Regions from separate parts of the Mus musculus genome. Here region 1 is linked to region 2. Evidence: chromatin contacts called from public HiChIP or PLAC-seq data. All regions are on one chromosome and are shown on one strand. The core of a region is the stretch at or near the end of the contact, and the rest is flanking DNA. Distances in the headings are between cores, read along the strand shown. Region 1 overlaps Pakap (paralemmin A kinase anchor protein). Region 2 overlaps Pakap (paralemmin A kinase anchor protein).

Region 1 (7,478 bases), core at 113-2,612, 140 kb before region 2:
TAGGTGTGGGAGTCCAGAAGTCAGTGCTCAAGGGGCGTAGAACAAAAATGTTTCCTATATATTAATTCTAGGAAATAGAACCTCGAATTTGTGTGTGTGTGTGTACACGTGCGTGCAAGCGTGCATGCACACTTTCTGGGTATTGGCATTATAGAAAACAAATGGTACAGATAAGAATAATGGAGCAGTTATTAACCTAATCCACACTGTGTAGGCATTTTTGCTACACAGACTTCTAGAGTTTGACTTCTGCTGTCTTTCTACTCTTCCAGCAGTGAGACATGCTAATCCCATTTCACAGATGAAGACACTGAAGCTCAGAATAGAAGTAATTTGCCCAAAGACACATAGCAAGTTCTGGCAGAGCAGGACAGAACTAAGCCCTGTTTCTTTTCTCGATGCTATGGAGACATGCACCTTAGCACACCAGTGTCTTCTGCCCCACAACACACAGTATGCTAAGGCTTGATAAAGAATGAACTGGAGAGGGTAGGAGAAATGATTTGGGGGGTGGGGGTGGAGGAGTGGGGTGAGAGGACCTGGGTTCAGTTCCCAGAACCCACAAGGAGGCTCATAACTATCTGTCCTGGGGATCCAATGCTGTGGACACCAGGCACGCATGTTCATATACACAAGCAAAATACTCACAAAAATAAATCCTAAGAAAAAAATGGTTTAATCCTAACACTAGGGGGGCAGAGAAGAGCAGATTTCTATGAGTTTCGGGCCAGCCTGGTTTCCATAGGGAGTCCTAGGCCTGTCTCAAAACCTGTGAAACCTTGTCTCAAAACAAAAACAACAAATAAAGAATAAACTAGAGGGTAGACAAGATGGCTCAGCTGGTAAATGTACTTATAGTCAAACTTGATGACCTCCGTCCCAACTCTAAGAAACCCAAGGTAGGAAGAGAACTGCTCTTTCATGCTGTGGCACATACACACCCACACAAACTAACCAATGGGATCTAGAAAAACAAGCAATGTGTAGGAGACCCTTCACAGAACCTTAGCTAGGAGAAAAGGCTGGGCTTGGCCACCACCCCTCAGGATGCCTGGCATTCTCCGTCTCCCTTAACTCGCTAGGTGAGTGAGTTTTCTCCAGCTGAGTGGCTGGAATTCTCCAGATAGACTAGGAGCCCCTCCCAAGAATGTCTGTTTGTCTTGTACACAGGTTCCAGTACAATAGCTAAGAACTTGGAACAGCCAGGCCATTCCGGAAGTGGACCTCTCCCCAGACAGGCAGGACAGAGAAGGTGGGGGGTTGGGGGATCTAAGAACAGGAAATTGCAGTGACAGGGGTAGTGGGGGCTTGACGTCTTGGGAGCACATCCTACAAACAGTTCAAGCTGGGAGGTGCTGGGTGGGTGTAGGGACCAAAAGGGTGACCTCAGCCAAAGTGTTGCTTTGATGTACAGACATCCTGCCCTACACTGGCTCAACTTGAGAGGTTTTTACGTCTCTCTCTCTCTCTCTCTCTCTCTCTCTCTCTCTCTCTCTCTCTCTCTCTCTCTGTGTGTGTGTGTGTGTGTGTGTGTGTTGTGCGCGCGTGCGCACTCTCATCCTATGGATCAAACCTAGAGCTTGAGCTACAGCCATAGCCCATTTTAAACTTAATTTTTTATTTGAAGACAGTATCTTGCTAAGTAACCAAGACTATATAAAATAGGTAGGTCTTGAACTCATCTCCTTGTAAACTCCCTCCCATACAACTGAGATTACAGGCCTGGACCCCTAGGCCTAGATGAACATCTTCCTTTTCAAAGATGTGAAAATGACGGGCATTCAGCAAAAATGTCGACTTTGCATTCTGAATTCTCCACCCCAAACTCCAAGGTACTCTGCCATAACGGCTGCTTCCCTGGGCTTCTGTGACTTCAGTGTTTCTTCTATTTGCCTGTGAGTGAGAGCGTGCAGACTCTGACACCACAATCCTCTCTTCACCCATACATGGACACTTACGTTGGTTGACTCCGGTTTTGCTATTATGGATAATGTTGCTATGACTACAGACATATCTTCAACAGACTCCTTCATATTAGCTGCATATCCAGAGATGGAATTTCTAGATCATATGTGTTTTCTTTTTCTCTTTGAGCCTAGACTTAAATCAAACCAAAATAAAACAATACTCCCTCCCTCAACGAAATTATGGAGCAGACACCCTTTTCGAACCTTACCTCCTTTCCAGAGACATCTCTCTGGCCCCGCCCATTGCTGTGTGTGGCTCCACCCATGTGAGCCCCTTAGTTCTGTTTCTGCAAAGTCATTTAGGCTCTGCAAACAGAGGTTGGGGCAAACCCGCTCCCCTATGATGCAGCCTGGTGACATAGCATCTGGTTCATCAAAGGCTGCAGGTCTTTCTGGAGAGCCTTCCAGGTTAGAGCAGATGGTCCCTGAGGATAGTTTGCTTTTGCAAATGTCATCAATCACAGTCAGGGGCTGTCATTGTCACCATCACCCAGGTCTCCTCTAGGGCTAAAGAGGCCTCTTCCTTTGTTTTCTCTCAGATTTGAAATCCCCCCACCCTGACCATAACCTTTAACCTCTGGAGGTTTCTGAAGTTTCAGTAACACTTGGCAATCTTTCAAATTACAAGTCAACGACTGCAATTACTAAATTGTATTTTAAAGGACTGCTTTATTGAGCCGGGTGACTTAAGTGTATAGTGTTAGGGGAAACTCTGTTAGGCTTTTGTCCTAGCCTTACACACTTTGTCTGTCAGTGGTTGTTGGCGGGGTAGGGGAGGTTGTAATTCTTATATACTTTTAAAAACCTGTGGTGCGGGGCTGGAGAGATGGCTCAGATGGTTAAGCAAACTGGCTGCTTTCCAGAGTTCCATTCCCAGCACCCACCCGGCAGCTCACAATTGTCTGTAACTCCAGTTTAGGGGGTTTGACACCCTCACATGTAGGCAAAGCACTAACCCACATAAGACAAAAAAAATTATTTAAGAATAACTAAAAAAAATCCGTGGAGCAGTATAGAGCATACTACTTCCTGTTTCAAGCATTTAAAATGAACAAGCCGGTGGTGTCAGACACGCTCACAGCATTGTGTGGTAACACATGTTCACCTCTCAAAACCAAACCTCTGCACTCAGGAAGCAAGGTGGGTCACAACTCCTGAAGCCACTATGCAGTTAATTGGGGCACAGAATCTGGGCGGCTGGATTTATCCTGCCACAAACATACGTGCAACAACCGACAGCAAAATGATTTGCGAGCACTTTGGCTCAGCAAGCCACTTCTACACTTGCCATTATTTTAAGGCACCTGAAACCAGAAAACAAACCAGAACAAAATACATTTTATTTATTTAACTTGCAGGTCTTAATTAAAAACACACATTCGCCGCCTCATTTGCATCGTGTTTAACTAAGAAATAGTATTACTGCAAAACACCATCACAAAATAGATAGTTCTCTTTAAAAAAAGATTATCAATTTAATAGAATTATAACTAACAATTTTGAGGGACCTGAAATGGCTGCTTATTTTGAAAGGAAACTATGGTCTTTCCCTCAGCCTCCTCAGCTTCTGAAGGTCCTTTCTAAACTCACTTTTAAGCCAAGTAACTAGAAGGCTTCACATCTTTGTAACCGTCCAGCTTGGGTGGAGATTAAGTCCCTACAGAAGAATACATCCTCAGATAATGTCAATCAGCGCTAACAATTTAGAGATAATCCCTTCCTTGAGAAGTCTATTTTCAGCTTACCCTATCCTTGGGTTAATTGATGATTTACCATCCATTAGGAAACCCCTGCTCTTCAAAACACTGTTTGGGACAGAGGTTTGGGACAGAGGCTCCTTCACCCTAGGGGCTAATCGCTGGGGCTGAGTGCTTCCTAATGGAGACAAAGGTTCTCCATTTAACAAACAGGCCATTTCCTTCAGACCAGAAGTAGAGATCCAACTCCTGGGTAGTTGGTGAATGTTTGTGCACACACAGGGCACTTCGGATCGCTCACAGCAGGCACACTCTCCCCTCCTTCCCTAGCCCCACACTGCTGACTGGAATGGTACTGGTCCTCTCCGCATGCATGTAATGTAGGAACTACTTCACGTCAGAACCAACCCTGAGCGTCCATTTCCACTCTCTTCCCAATGACATCCTCCTCTTTGTACAGTTAGCAAGCGACTCTCTTACCTTTGTCCCATCCTTTGCAGCCCTCCACATCCCCACACTTAGCCCTCACCATTCCTCCATCCCCAAAGCCACTTTTCCCAGGATGAAAGCTGTGTCTACACTTCTGCCCTCCAGCTCTGATCTCCTGTCCTACCACACATTGTCATGTGTGGGTCAGGATTATGACTTTCTTGACACCCCAAGTCATCCCAATAGGGTCTCCACTGCAGAAGAAGTCAAGGTGCTGGACCCATTTTCTTCAAACCAGACTACGTTACCTACATTACATTTGCCAGGGAAGCTAACACTTGTCAGTGCTAAAGAATGCAGAGGCAAGCACTTGATAGTTGCTCAGACACTTAAGGGTGCTGGGCCATGTGATGATCTCTATCATCAAAGAGTGCAAAACAAGGCTTGGGTGGAGATTTGGGGGTCATGTGCCTGGATTGCTTGCTTTATTGCAAGATGCTTCCTATAGCATACTTCAAAGATTCAGAGTCAGGATATAGCTAGCTCCTTGTTGGCAGTGTGTGATTAGTACATACGAAGCCCCTGGATTCCAGCCCCAGCACAGATAAACCAAGCACGGTGGCTCATGCTTGTAAGTAGAGGAAGGACCTATATCAGAAGTTTAAGGTCATCCTCATTTGTGTATCGAGTTTGAGCCTGGGATAGCAATTACATAGGATAGAAGCCAGGTGTGGTAGCTCTCGCCTTTAATCCTAGCACTCAGGATTAAAGGTAGAGACAGAGAAATCTCTTTGAGTCCCAGGCCAGCCTGGTCTACATATCAAGTTCCTGGTCATCTAGAGTTATATGGTTAATTAAAAATAACAATAAAAGCTGGGTGTGGTGGTGCACGCCTTTAATCCCAGCACTCGGGAGACAGAGGCAGGCAGATTTCTGAGTTCGAGGCCAACCTGGCCTACAAAGTGAGTTCCAGGACAGCCAGGGTTATACAGAGAAACCCTGTCTCGAAAAAAAAAAAAAAAAAAAAAAAAAAAAAAAAAAAACCCAACGTAAATAAATAAATTAATTAAATTAAATAAAAAAATAAAACAGTGATGGAAATTTTTATGAAATACAATGCAATGAGGGGGTACCTGGTGGGCCCATGCCTCTCAGTAATTACACCATGCAACAGATCTGGTACAAGGGGATTTACTGCAGAGGGGCCTGAGCCAATGTACCCCACCCCCACCCCCATGACCTCCAAACCCACACGTACACACACAAAGATAACAAACGTTTTGAAAAGTTAAAAAATATAGATAGCTTCCATTCAGTACCTTGAAGTTAATTTCATTTTCAAGTGGGGTCAATAAAGCAACCCAATTAAAGTATTGTGGGTGGCCGAGGGTTGTGGGGCCAAGGCTGGCCTCCACCTCTGTGTCCAGCCTCAGCCTGCAGGCTGCTGGGATTACAGGTATGCATCAGCCTGCCTGAAAGCAACCAAGTGTTAAGTAGTAATACAGCAAACATTCTGCAGCTCTAATTGGATGCTCTGCTGTAAGGCAGAGGTGCCCGGGGGCTTAGCTCTGCCACAAATTCATTCTATGTGTTCTTTCCTAGTCTCATTAACCCAGTGGCTTTCTCCCAAGAGAATCTAAAAAAAGACACAAGATACTTGGGTATTTTAGCGTCTAATTTATTAGTGCTCCAGACAAATTCTAAAAACCAACCCACTGCCAGGTATCCAGAGGCTCCCTGAATTTATACTCGGGAATGTATCATAGCCTGGCTCCTTCTACCAGAGTCCCTTATAAAATAGGCAGTGCTTTATTGCTTTATTGGATGACACTGTATATAGCCTAAGAGTCAATGATATTATAAACACGAGAGAATTGCTCAGTCCATAAAAGAAAGAAGGCCTCAATATAGGCTCAGGTCACACAAGGCAAATTTGAATTTCTGTGGTACCCAGAGAGAGTCAACACTTCGAAGACTGCGAAATCTATCGCCCTGACTGTCCACAGAACTACACAAAGAAACAAAATGTCAGGTCAGAACACATGGACCAAGTATACCTGTCTCCAGTGAGTCGGGCTGGAAGCGCATTCCGGCCAAGTAGAAGAGGGAGGTTTTGAAATTCGTTCCATTCCACATCTGTGAGCTTTGGCAGTTGGCTATCTCCACTCTGCCTTCTTGGGATTCCTGAGCTGGCTCTGCTCATCCCAAATATTTGGGTCTAAGGGTTTCCAAGCCATCGGAGCTGATAAACCAAGGGCTTAGAGCAGCTATTAGAACCCTCCTCCAGGCCGTGATGGGGGGTGGGGGTGGGGCAAGGGGCTGGAGATCCTTAAGTCACCTGAATTGTTTTCATGGGGAATGATTACCCAGAACGCAGCTACAAGAGCTGTACTTAGGGACCATTTGTATGCTCTGGGGGAAATCTGAAAATACCATGCCCAGGACAGTTTCAACTCAAATCTTAGTATGTTTGGTGGTAAATACTGAAACCCCAACAACAACAAAAACTAGACAGATTGTAATTTGAGATTGAACTGAACTCAAAACATAACGATTTGCCCTTAAAACAAAACAAAACAAAACAAAACAAAACAAAACAAAACAAAACAAAAACCAGAGCTGTTAAGTTTCCTTAGGCTGCATTTGGATTTTTAGATAAGGAAGAACTGAAATGTGTGGCCAAGTGACAGACTATAACATGGGAAAGATTCTGGGACGGAATCTGTAGGCTCTACTGTCGGGAACTTACATTTCACATGTCCTAAGGGTCAAAGCTGGGTGTTCTGGTTGGAGTTTAGTCCCCACTTTAATGATGGTGGTGGCTGGTGAGGCCTTTAAGCTGTGATTAGGTCCTGAGAGTTCTATTCTGTCTCATCAAAGAGGGAGGCAGCTCTGTTGTAAAAAGCCTGCTTCCCCTTATACACTTAACTCGGCCTCACTAAGAGATGGAGAAGCAGGGAGGCCCTTAGTAGATGCTCACGGTCAGGATCTCTGCCTCAAGCACCATCAGCAACAGGAACCTAACACCTACTTCACAGCCCTGAGTCCTGGAAGGACCCACATTGCCTCAGGTCTTTAAGAGATAGTGAGCTTCAAGATTGCAATTCCTCACACCCCAAAGACTGCTGGAGAGTGGAGAGCCACTGCACAGGTCTCTGCCACTGTCTGAACAGAACAGTAGCAAAAGGAGGACTACCACACCCAGCCTGCCAGCCCCTTTAAACCTTAGTGAGAGTTAAGGTTTAATTCCTAGCCAGCCGCTGGTAAGTCAGATTTACAAAAACCCAAGGCTGGATCTGGGCTGAGAGTTCAGTTAATGTCTTGTGAGCATGAAAACCTGAGTTTGATCTCCAGAACTAAAACAAACAAACAAAACCAACTGGGC
Region 2 (6,907 bases), core at 510-3,009:
TGAGTGTTGGGAATTGAACCCAGGTCCTTTGCAAGATCAACAAGTAATCTTTTTATCCCTTCCTTTCCTTTCCTTTCCTTTCCTTTCCTTTCCTTTCCTTTCCTTTCCTTTCCTTTCCTTTCCTTTCCTTTCCTTTCCTTTCCTTTCCTTTCCTTTCCTTTCCCTTCCCTTCCCTTCCCTTCCTTTCCTTTCCTTTCCTTTCCTTTCTTCTTTCTTTCTTTTCTTCCTCCCTCCCTCCCTCCCTTACTCTCTCTCTCTCTCTCTCTCTCTCTCTCTCTCTCTCTTTCTTTCTTTCTTTCTTTCTTTCCCTCCACCTCTATAGCTTTCTGTTTTTGTTGTTGTTGTTGTTGAGGCAGGGTTTCTCTGTGTAGTCTTGGCTGTCCTGGAACTCACTTTATAAACCAGGTTGGCTTTGAACTCAAAGCTCAGCTTCACTCTGCCTTCTGAGTGCTGGGATTAAAAGCGTGTGCCATCACTATTGCCAGGTACAAGAAGTAGTCTTAAATGCTGAGCAATCGGTCTCTCCAGCCCCTTGGGAGACTGCCTTATGTTAATCGATGTGGGAAGAACTGCCCACTGTGGGTGGTACCATCTCCTAGTTAGGGAACCCTGGACAGTGTAAATAAATGAAGAGAGGCAGCAGAGTTCAAATAAGCAAGCATGCATTCATTTTTCTCTGCTCTTGATTGTGGGTGTTTTAATTCCTGTTGCTTTGACTTCCCTACTATGACAGACTGTAACCTGAGATTGTGAGTTAACATAAAATCTTCTTCCTCTAAGTTGATTGGGGGAGGGGGGGCTTGGTATTTTATCACAGCAACAGAAATAAAATTAAAGCACATACCATATGCAATTTATACTCAGACAAAGCACCAAAAGAACAGCACATAAGCAGGCTGAAGGCTCAGGTCAGTAACAATGTTATTTAAAAAGAGGAGGGGCACATTGTGGCTTGATCAAGAAATTGTAATCAAGAGTGGAATGAACTGTTCCTGATGACCAAGGTGTTGTCATCAAAAACCATCAAAGACTCTGCAAACACGCACACACACTCCCACTCACACTCACCCTCCTCCTCCTCAACACTATTAGGTATAGGATGCTGTGGTTGACTCTGCAGAATCTACACAGTTTATCTAGTCCAGGCCAGAACTCAGTTCTGTAGTCAACATATCTCTGAAACTAAGGTTTTCTTTCAGTATCATTCTAGAATAATTTCTTACTAAGCCTTAATAACAAGAGTTGATTGATTCTCAGAGTGTTCATGAGAACTTAGGATCTATGAAACAAAACCAGGCTTCTCAAAGTCCCCCAACTGGCACACATTGGGGGTTTTATCTCAGACTATAAAATGACCTAGACATTGATCATAGTCTTATTAGCGTGTGTGCCTTTCTTCAAACTTCTTTCTTGGCTAGTAAGTACAACAGACGGAGAAGTCATTCAGGCTTACTGAGAACCACATAGGTTAGGAATCACAATGTGGACAGGCTAGACCACAGCCATCCCTTCTATGGATCCCAGGAGACCCTCCTAAGCCTGAGTTCACCCAGCTTTAGGCTTCCAAATTCTTTTGCCAGGATTCCTTCTAGCTCTGTGAATGCTTGCTTGCAGGGTCCAGAGAATACAGTGAGTGGGAAGGCTACAGGGGGAAATGAGTGGAGGTGCAAATGAAAGAGACAATGGGGTGGTAACAATTGGCAAGATGGCTCCATGCTGGCTTATTGATTGAGTAGTGGACCACCCAGGCATCCATGCCAGCCACACCCCGATCAGAGGCAGGACATACAGATGCCTTCCAAGGAAGGTACTGGTTAGAGGAAGGAGGAGGGGGAGGGGCACAGCAGGAAAGCACAGCAAGCCTTCTGCAGGTGCAAGTACCTGTGGGTCTGCAGCCCAGCCCCAGCCCAGCCAGGCAGTGACTCCACCTCCACAATCCTCTAAACTCTGTTTCTCCATGTGCAGTGCTCCCTGGTTCCCGAGTCCACCCCTTCATCTGTTTCCCACTTTCAAAGCACAGAAGAGCCTCAACTGAGCCACCTCCTAGAGGAGCTGGGCTTCTCTCCTAGAAATGAGCTTGGTTCTTTTCTCCCAGAGTTCCTGCTGCTGTGTTCCTGCTACGGGTTCTGAGAACAGAAGGTTTCCTTTATGTCCCCTCAAAGATCACCTACATGAGTGCTCAAATCCAGGTCTTCTACTCGCTGGAGGGACAATCATGATACCTTCTCTGAGGTTTTATTTGGCCTATCTTTTGCACCAGTCAGAACTGTCCTACATACAAATGTCTGGCCTGTGGTTGATCCAGAAGAAATGTATTACACGTCATTATATTTTTAAAAACTATCCCCCCTTTTGTTCTGAATGACAATGGGAAATGTTCTGGCGCTAACTCCTCTGGCCTCTGATCCTCTTCCAGGTTAGAGGCTGACTGTGTGAGAGCCACAAGAGGCGCGGGTAGCAGCTGATGCTCCCATGTGTCCTTGCATTCCAAGCCCAACCAGTGAGGGCCAAATGAAAATAACAACTCTGAGTTCGTAGCTGAGGTCAAGGGATGCAGTGAAGCACGGAAGTGTAGTCCCAAGTTCATCCCCACAGCCCAGGAAGGCAGAGGAGGGGACAGGAAAAGGACCTGTCCCTTCCTGTCTGGCTGGGATTATGGGGACTAGAGTCCTACTCCTACTTTCCAGGGCTCAGGGTCTGATGTCACGGCAGGGAGGGTAATTATTCCTAGCCCAGTTTCCTTGGAAGGCTAGCGAGATTCTAGAATAGTTTGGGAAGGATGAAGGAAAGGAGGGCAAAGAGAGCTCCACAGGTCGCAGAAGTTTTCCTAAGCAGCAAATCACCTCTGATGTGACTTTGTTACTGAGGGTGATGGGTCCGTTCCTGCAAGGGACTTAGTTCTGACTCCAGCATGTTCTTTTGCCAACCCCTTTCAAGAAAAGTCCAGACAGCAAGTGTTTGAGGTCATGGGACCGAGAGCTGGCAAATGTGCTAACAGGAGCATCAAGTCAAGAGGCAGAGGCAGAAAAGACGGCAATGTGACCTCTTAGGGCGCTGCCAGCTAGGTTGCTGCCCCTTGCCTGGGATGCCCTTAGGAAGTGTCCCTTCACATCTGTCTCCTGGTGAGTCTGTATAAATGAAAACCACTCCGAGGACCAGGAGGAAAGCATCCGAGAACAGCCGGGGCAGTGTGCACTTACCTCCATCAGCAGTGGAGAAACTCTGTGGAGACAAAAGCAGGGCAGAGCGTCACTGTGCCTGTGCAGGCATGCCCCACTCCCAGCCCCCAAAACACAGACCCAGACCTTGGCCAGCAGCAGGCAAGACCCAAGCTTACTTTTCTCCTGGGATCAGTGAAGGATTTGATATTCTCAATTGACACAGAATGTCAATCAATTTACTGAGAGATAAATTCAATCATCCAGCAACTCTTCTGAGTCGTGATGAAGATGTACTGTTAGAGGGATCCCATCTTGAATTTCATTTTATATATGTTTGGGGTTTGAGGGTATTTGTTTGTTTTTTGATCACTGAGAATGTGGTCCTGAGAAACTCAGAGCCTCAAGGTCTCTCTGGATGTTACCACATACAGCCATTTATTTTTGTTAGGGGGATTTCCGTGCATTTACACCCTGTATTTTAGGATTCCTGTCCATTTGCTACAATGTTGCCTCTAGGGCTTCCATAAAGGAAAGACTTGAAAGGCAAATTCTAATTAAAGCCACATTAGGTCATCTAATCTGCTTAATAGGAACAGGCCTTGCAATTCGAATGCGCAATTTGAAGACTTTTCAGACACTGGGGAAGGATGGGTGTGGCAACCGCATATAAATGGGATTAATTTAATAGACTTGTCCCCATGCCTCCTAATGAAGACAGGCCACTCTGCAGCAGGAATAGCGCGTCGGTTCCCTGCACTTCTGTCTTCTTTTCAGAGTTCTCTGGCTACCATCTAGACCAGTGGTTCACAACTTCTTTGGGGGTCCTATATCATATATCCTGCATATCAGATATTTATTTATGACTGTAACAGTAGCAAAATTATAGTTATAAAGAAGCAACGAAGTAATTTTATGGGTGGGGGTCACGACAACAGGAGGAACTGTATTAAAGGGTCTCAGCATTAGGAAGGTTGAGAACCACTTTCCTTTCCTAGAGGACCGCCCCTGATTTGGATTAGAGAAACTCTGCTTTTTTTTCTCTTTCTGCTTCACCTTCTGCAAGTCCTTGAAGGATTTCTCCGTCTCCTTCAGTTTCTCCAGGATGATCTGCTCTTTGGCGGATATCTGGGACTCTTCACTTTCGAGCGCTTGTATTTCCTGCTCCAGCCTGGAAGACACACAAACAGAACACAAGATGCTTTATTGTCCTGCTAGCCACTGGCAAGTGAGCAGCCACCTTCCTGCTGGCGACCTGTAACGTTCATTGTTCGCTACACTGAGAAACAAGGCCAAAGTTTTTCCATTACAGAGTATCCTGTGCATCCAACTTTGTTGCCAGGAAGACACTGATCAAAGGGAAACAATCCAGGATTGGCTCCGTTGCTTCATGGCCATTGCTCTGGCACCCCAACTACCTTGCTGGTGTGTATATTTCTTATTCGGAGGTGGATTGTGTATACATAGCTCAGGACATACAGTCAAGAGGAAAAAGCTTCAGAATCTCCTAGCTATTTCAGAATGACATCTTTTTTCTTTGGATCTCTTCTTTCTGAGGCCAAGGTTACCAGGTCTTCTCTGGGCTCTAGAGGAGAGGTACAAGAAGAACAACCCAACGCAAACCCACCCAAGCCTCTGTGCTTTTTGTCTTATTTTCTCTAATTTCCCCTCTAAGATAATTCACAGAGATGTATGTAGAAGATTTTACTGAAAATTTGGACAGCAGAAGAGTTTTACATCTGCATTCACACCTCTGCATTCACACCTCTGCACCCCCAGGCCCCTCTCCTTTGGATTCTATTTGCAGTCAGCCCACACACAGCCTCCCCAGTCCATGGTTGCTAGAGCATTTTCCCTGGTCTTAGCTATTCTGATTGTCTCATCTCATCGACTTTGTGCAACCTAATGTATGTATGTATGTTGAATGTATGTATATTGAGAATGTATGTCCTCCCTCACCTTGTTGAATTTTTAATCCGGGTGGGGAGATTAATAATGCCTGTTGCTATTTGGGGGCCAGGTCATTCCTCTCTACAGGGACTGTTCTGTGCATCATAGAGTGTTTATTAGCATGCCTGGCCTCCACTTGACAGATGCCAATAACATGAGTGCTGTCCCTTGAGATATTAGCAGAGTAGAGATGCTGCAGCCTTCTTCCAGGAAGAAAATCAACTCAATAGAAAACTGCTGCTTTAGCATATGGTAGACTTGATAAGAATGCTGATAAATAGCAGTTAATAGGTTAAGAAAGATGAAGGGGTGAAGCTAAGGGTGTCGATTATTGGTAGGGTATCTACCCAGCATCTGTGAAGCCTTGGGTTCCATTCATAAGGAACCAGGTATGATGGTAGATGCTTGTAATCTGACACTCAGGAGGCAGAGTCAGAAAGAGTTTGAGGGGACTCTGGGATACTTGTGGTCCTTTCTTAGAACAAAGGAAACAACGGGGTGGGGGAGGTGCAGAAGTGGGAAGTCTCCCCTACAGGTGACTCTCTGGAAACTGAAGGGGCGAGGGCACCTAAGCTGAGCCCTCAAGAATGGCTGGAGAAATGTAGTTCATCAGAGCAAACAGAGAGCCACTGTGTAAGCTAAGCACAAATGGAACGGGGCATGGCAGTGATGGGGGTGGGGGTGGGGGAGGGGTGTCAGGTAGCATGGAGATGTGGGAGGAGGGGTCAGTAGCACAGGGAGGCTGGATACTTTGGGGTCCTGTAAGTCACATGTCCATGAGTAGGAGGCATGCCCAGTCCATACCACACTGTAACACAGAGTCACTCAGCAGAGTCCTGCTTACAGGAGCATCGGAAAGAAGAAATAGACAACTTTAAACTTAGGACAGTGAGTTTGAGGGAGGCTATTTTAGTTTTAGACAGTCTATGCAGCCCTTGTCTGGAACTCTATATAGACCAGGCTAGCCTCTAACTCACAGAGATCTGTCTGCCTTTGCTTTCGCTCCTGCCTCTACCTCCCAAGTATGGGGATTTAAAGTTTGTACTGTCATGCTCTGTGTTTGTTTGTTTTGATAGGGTCTTGCTATTGTAGCCCTGGCTGGCCTTGGATTGATTTATAATCCTCCTCTTAGTGCTGGGATAAATTTGTTAACGGAGCAGTATTGTAATGACAATTGAGACTGGTCAAATATGTGTATGCATCCAATTATATGTATCTATATCATAATATACTCCTGTAATATATCTATATCTATACCTATATCTTAATTATAATGGAAACATAGGCATACATATGTGCATGTATTCATAATTAGGTGTATATTTATCTATCTGATACTATCTAAGGTAGAAGGATTACAAAGAACGTAACCTATCCTTCCACTATGCCCAAATCTGAATAGAAGTGGGCCACTTTTCAAGGAAGATTAAGACTGAAAATAATAAAAAAAATGTCAGTCATTGGGTAATAAGTTACAGATTATTTTAATTTTGTTTTTTTTTATAAGTTCTGGCATCTTTTCAAGTTAAAAAATACCATGCTTAGGTGAATAGTTCACCACTAGAATGCTTGTTTAGCATATTCGAGGTTCTGGCTTTGATATCAGCCAGATATCTCAATGTGTAGAGGTGCCTGCCATCTGGCAACCTGAGTTCAGTTCTTGGGATCCACAGTAGGAAGCAAGGATCAATTTCTGGAAGTTGTCCTCTGACTTTCACATATCCACTGTGACATACATGTCCTACTCCTGGACACACACAAAGTAAGTAAATAAAACTGTAATTAAAAAATATATCACA

Evidence for each region. HiChIP or PLAC-seq counts read pairs in DNA pulled down with a chosen protein or histone mark.
Region 1: an H3K27ac HiChIP or PLAC-seq map of embryonic stem cells shows a contact between it and region 2, with 6 times the contacts expected there. The contact joins two enhancer-like sites. A contact is called at or near these places in 3 of 484 Hi-C or Micro-C datasets (bone marrow-derived macrophages, embryonic stem cells and trophoblast stem cells), 11 of 115 datasets of contacts at active chromatin or transcription factors (the NIH/3T3 cell line, embryonic basal ganglia, embryonic stem cells and 1 more) and 4 of 9 other capture datasets (adipose tissue, embryonic trunk, liver and 1 more).

What each region holds. Positions count from the first base shown.
Region 1 is chr4:57,828,100-57,835,577 of GRCm38.p6, reverse strand. The region is part of intron 7 of Pakap (paralemmin A kinase anchor protein); the gene reads right to left. Among named protein-coding and RNA genes, the nearest start is that of Gm26138, 46 kb to the left of the region's middle. Within about 2 kb of position 1,362, at least 53 of the 459 cell types and tissues checked have an H3K27ac peak or open chromatin away from gene starts, as enhancers often do. A contact at or near this core is called in embryonic stem cells, where this site is marked.
Region 2 is chr4:57,685,838-57,692,744 of GRCm38.p6, reverse strand. Pakap (paralemmin A kinase anchor protein) reads right to left here. Exons shown (of 11, transcript NM_001384150.1): 5 at 4,215-4,329; 6 at 3,201-3,222. Among named protein-coding and RNA genes, the nearest start is that of Gm35099, 66 kb to the left of the region's middle. Within about 2 kb of position 1,759, at least 9 of the 459 cell types and tissues checked have an H3K27ac peak or open chromatin away from gene starts, as enhancers often do. A contact at or near this core is called in embryonic stem cells, where this site is marked.